Linked DNA regions of Zea mays: region 1 is linked to region 2. A link is a contact called in public Hi-C data. All regions are on one chromosome and are shown on one strand. The core of a region is the stretch at or near the end of the contact, and the rest is flanking DNA. Distances in the headings are between cores, read along the strand shown.

Region 1 (2,700 bases), core at 160-2,659, 140 kb before region 2:
TAGATCAAATATAGATTATGGTAAGCATGCCAAGGGGTGGAATACAATGTAGTTCTGCTACATAAACCCCGAGTAAAGTGGTTCGATGAGAACACACAATGTTTTTTCACACCAACGTTGTGAAAAAATTCTCAGAATTACCTTTCGATGTACTCGCAACTTCGTGTTGCTAATGTACTAGCCATTTATCTCAAGGTTCGCTTCATGTCGTTCAGCGACAAATAGGAATGTGCCAACATCTGGTTGAGCAATGTATGACTGAGATTCTAGCATTTATTCATCTGACAAGGTCTTATTGCTTACTAATAAAATCTCAATTTGTGATGTCTTCTATGCCAAAAAGGCTTTCATGCATTATATTATATATCTTCGGGTTACTTCGGGTAAAACTTTATGTATGAGGAGAGAGCAGAGATTATTTATTTGTGTTTCATAGGTATTTCATTAACTTCCCAGATCTTACAAGCACCATAGAGCTTGTCAAAGTTGTTATGGCCACTTGGCGATATATATAAATATATTAAGCCACACAACACATGTCAAACAAAATATAGAGCTAAACGAAATTATTTACGAAGGTTGCACTATGCTGTGACTTCAGGGGCTTGGATAACCCACCACATTCCGCGAGTACAAGCTCCAGCGTATCTGGCGGCAACACGGTTGCGGCCATCAGGGCTACGACAATATAGCAAGCCTTCGTAATAAGCGCAACAGGCACAGTTATGGCTCGGTAATTGGGGTACACGATAAATCCACGCAACGTGCGCAACAGGCGCAATTTTGGCTTGCGTCAGACAGACAGTGCCTACAAGGCATGCAAAAAATACGCGACTCAGCGATGACGGTCTAACTCACCGGGAGCGATCCGATTAATGGAGAGCGCGACATAGCAATCACATGACGCAGCCAAGTTCGAACGTCACAAATATTGCGTCGTGTTGCCAGGGCGCAGTCAATATTCAACTAATGTCATAACTCAGCCGATTACCAACGCAGCCTGATCGGCGTGTCTGAGTACCCATTATACAATTTAATCACTCGACGTGACTCCAAAAGCTCAACACATCATAAATATTTAGAGCGTATAAAAATGCTCAACATAGTCTTCACATGCATTTTTCCACTAATTATTTACTGCAAGAAATAATTGATTATGGATGAAACTGCAATATAAAACAAGTTTTTATTCTATTTTTATTTGCAACATAGAATAAATAGAGTTAATAGCATATGTTTCATTTTTTGATTTTTTTTTCAGCCGCACGTCATGCCTGGTCAAAGAAATGGAAATGGGGCCGCATTGTTTATCTAGCCGGATGACCCGCTCGTGACTTGCATGCAGTGCAGTCGTGCATGTATGTGCCACACGCACCATCAAGATAGAATGCATGCAAGCATGCAAGTCACTGGGCCCCACACATGATATTGGACCAATTAGTGGAGTTCATGTGGCCTTGCTCGGCCAGAAACTGCCCACACGATCCGTTCTTTTCTCCCCACGCGGACTAGTCTTTGCATGACGGCCAGAGCCGCTTCAGGCGCAAGGATCGGCTGCATGCGTGAGGATGCAGGCAAGAGACGCGGGGTCACATCGAGCTCATATGCTCCGGGCTCTCTATCAGGTCGTACGCGCGGCGCGGCCAGCAGAGTCGTCACCACTGTTCTGTTTTTTTAAGACGAATAGTAGATCTATATATTTCATACCATGTTTCTTGATTCTGCGAATGGAAACGAAGCCTGTCGCGTAGGACAGTTCGGCAAGGCCAGAGACCTGCCGGCGTGACGAAGAGTTGACGCAGATCAGATCTCGCAGCAACGTCGAGGTAGAGCGCGCTGATAACGTGTTGAGAACTACGTTACCACGGATCGCTAGATCCGCTCCCTTCCCTCCCGTCAGCAGTAGAGGCGCGAGAAACTGTAGATAACCCGTCTCCCTTCCCATAAGCACGACAGAGGAAACACACGAGACACATGATATATGGTTGGGCATCTGGCCTCTTTCTGTTCTTCATTCCATATGAGGGGTACATGTTCTATATATAGAGACGCGATAGCCCTCAGGGCTATATTCGGTATTTGCCCACATAACCCTTCATTAGGGTTTCTCAACAACGGGGACCCAGGAGATATTCATCCCCCACATCCCAACCTCATTCATCCTCATTTTCTTGATGAACAATGAGACACATATTTTGAAGAATATGTTTGAGTTACGAGGGATAATGAATTTGACATATGTCATTGTCACGGGAGCGAATGCTTAATATCAATCACAATTGCGGGACATTGAATATCATGTTGTATGCCCTGAAGGTGTCAGCTTGATGATCAATATGTCAACCTTTATGAAAGTTTCTATTAGATATATGTAGATCCAGTCGATTAAACATCGTTAGTCAAAGTGACTTTTTATGTTGATATGTGCACTTGGCTTGTGTATTCTAGAAGTGAGTTGGGGTGAAGTTTCTGAAATAATCCTTGCAACAATATGTGATTCGTTTGCTAAATCTCTGTGTGCATATACTTATAGAAAAGGTGTTTTTCCACATTGAGACGATTTTGCAAGGATCAAAGGGAGCACATTTCTAGTGCTAGCCCTTGTAGAAGATTCAATGGAATCCAGATCTAGATGATCGAAATCTGTCCCGATGATAACTGTTGTACTCTTTTCCCCTAGGTGGCTTTTCTGAAGTTCCC
Region 2 (2,700 bases), core at 27-2,526:
CTGGCTAAATATCGAGCCAGCGAACAGCGCGCTCTCGGGTTTCTACGGGGGCAGAGGGTTGCTCTCGGGGCATTCTTGTGCTCACTGTCAGGGGGAGCACCAGACAGTCCGGTGCACAGCGAACAGTCTGATGCCCCTAGGTCAGCAAGTCAAAGTTCTCTTCCTTAGATTTTTCTAAACCGTTTTCGTTTTAACTTGTGAGTGAGTTATCGAGTGACACCTAGCACTAGTTGTGAGTATGAACACCAACACTATATTAGATTTCTCTTGGTCAAACTACTCATCCACAACCACTCTTTATAGTACGGCTAAAATAAAAATAGAAGTCCTAACTTTATACCAAGTGTCAACAACTCCTTCGACACTTAGAATATAAAGTCCTTCATCTTTTGTTTCGCCTTTTTCCGCCGTCGCTTCAAGTTCTCATCCGAGGGATTGTTTTATCGTTGTAGTGCAACTTCATGCAATGTGACCTAACTTGCCATTTGCTCTTCAAAACACACGTTAGTCATATAATATTACGTTGTCATTAATCTCTATCGATATTTTTCACCCATTACGTTGTCACTAGATGCTTTCACCCATTTCGATTTCAGACGATGTCTTCGGACGTTGCGGGCCATGTGTCCAAACGTGGTTAAGTGTGGTCGGGAAATACCCGATCGAGGTTGAGTTCGGCCTTCGCTCCGACACCCAGCCGTGTCATTACTGTCATATATATTGTAGCAATGTCAAAAAAAATCAAAACATTGAGTATGACGTATAGGGCACATATGTCATTAAACTTATTCAGTGTAATGATATATTATCATCACGGGACTTTTTTTTAATGTATGTATTAGATTACCTCTGCCATGCACTATACAAACAGCTACGCCGCAGTCGCAAGCAAACAGGCTCTAAAAGGCTTCAGTCGGAGAAGGATATGAGAGCGGTGAGTACCAAACGGGTATCTTCCCCTTCCAAATGATATAAGCCTACTTGTTTGACCCCAGCCCGCAGGCAGTCATCTGCTATAATAGGCTAATACAACTTGTGTACTCTAGTCTGCTCTCGCCGCGTTGTCCGCATGCTGAACCCGCGATGTTAACACCTCCCTGAACGAGTCCTCTGTTCCTCAACTGAAATTCAGCAATAAAAGGAAAAATCCGCGGTCCCTGTCCCTGTCCAGCACCGCACTCTCGCACTTGTGCTGCAGGCTTCTGAGCTCGGCACCTGCTGCTAGCTGCTGCTATATATAGACGCGTTTTGGGGTCACCAAAACCACCAGCTGATCAACAGCTAGCTTCATTCCTCTGCCTCTCTCTCCCTCCTTCGCCAACTGGCCATCTCTGTTGTCTCTCGCTAGCTAGCTCGCTCGCTCGCTCGCCAGTCACCACACACACACACACACACTGTGTGTCTGTGCCTGACGCCGCCCCCCAGTTTCAAACGAACGACCCAGCCAGAAACGCGCGCGCGCCAAAGCTACGTGAGTGACGTGGCAGCATGGTGAGCATGATCGCCGACGAGAAGCCGCAGCCGCAGCTGCTGTCCAAGAAGGCCGCCTGCAACAGCCACGGCCAGGACTCGTCCTACTTCCTGGGGTGGGAGGAGTATGAGAAAAACCCATACGACCCCGTCGCCAACCCCGGCGGCATCATCCAGATGGGCCTCGCCGAGAACCAGCTGTCCTTCGACCTGCTGGAGGCGTGGCTGGAGGCCAACCCGGACGCGCTCGGCCTCCGCCGGGGAGGCGCCTCTGTATTCCGCGAGCTCGCGCTCTTCCAGGACTACCACGGCATGCCGGCCTTCAAGAATGTGAGTGCCTGCTAGCTTACTCATTCCCAGGCAGGCAGGCAGCCAGCCACGGCATGCCGAACCAGTCTGACCTCTCTCGCGCACATGAATGCGTGATTCCCGCAGGCATTGGCGAGGTTCATGTCGGAGCAACGTGGGTACCGGGTGACCTTCGACCCCAGCAACATCGTGCTCACCGCCGGAGCCACCTCGGCCAACGAGGCCCTCATGTTCTGCCTCGCCGACCACGGAGACGCCTTTCTCATCCCCACGCCATACTACCCAGGGTATGTGTGTGTGTTGCCTTGTACTTACTCGTCGCCGCAAGTACTTGCAGTAGGGAACGTGCAAGTGGCGGCGGGGCGGCGTCTGGGTGTCGCCGCGATGCACGTTACTGCTATTAAAGTAGTAGTAGTACACTAATAGCTAGGCCCACCACAGCACACGATGACATGACGAACGATGGATGGGAACGGCTGCTGACTGGGCCTGCTTGCTCTTGTCTGCAGGTTCGACCGTGACCTCAAGTGGCGCACCGGCGCGGAGATCGTCCCCGTGCACTGCACGAGCGGCAACGGCTTCCGGCTGACGCGCGCCGCGCTGGACGACGCGTACCGGCGCGCGCAGAAGCTGCGGCTGCGCGTCAAGGGCGTGCTCATCACCAACCCTTCCAACCCGCTGGGCACCACGTCGCCGCGCGCCGACCTGGAGATGCTGGTGGACTTCGTGGCCGCCAAGGGCATCCACCTGGTGAGCGACGAGATATACTCGGGCACGGTCTTCGCGGACCCGGGCTTCGTGAGCGTCCTCGAGGTGGTGGCCGCGCGCGCCGCCACGGACGACGGCGTCGTCGGCGTTGGGCCGCTGTCGGACCGCGTGCACGTGGTGTACAGCCTGTCCAAGGACCTGGGCCTCCCGGGG

Evidence for each region. A called contact is a pair of places that touch in the nucleus more often than the background predicts.
Region 1: a Hi-C map of leaf shows a contact between it and region 2, with 6 times the contacts expected there. The contact joins the enhancer-like site here to the promoter of LOC100217270 in region 2. A contact is called at or near these places in 13 of 25 Hi-C or Micro-C datasets (bundle sheath, ear, endosperm and 4 more) and 1 of 3 datasets of contacts at active chromatin or transcription factors (seedling).

What each region holds. Positions count from the first base shown.
Region 1 is chr1:278,427,245-278,429,944 of Zm-B73-REFERENCE-NAM-5.0, reverse strand. No RefSeq gene overlaps it. Among protein-coding and RNA genes, the nearest start is that of LOC100274409, 8.3 kb to the left of the region's middle. Within about 2 kb of position 1,409, at least 18 of the 20 cell types and tissues checked have an H3K27ac peak or open chromatin away from gene starts, as enhancers often do. A contact at or near this core is called in bundle sheath, ear, endosperm and 3 more, where this site is marked.
Region 2 is chr1:278,288,457-278,291,156 of Zm-B73-REFERENCE-NAM-5.0, reverse strand. LOC100217270 reads left to right here and starts at 1,276. Exons shown (of 3, transcript NM_001143622.2): 1 at 1,276-1,800; 2 at 1,906-2,066; 3 at 2,289-2,700. The coding sequence starts at 1,489.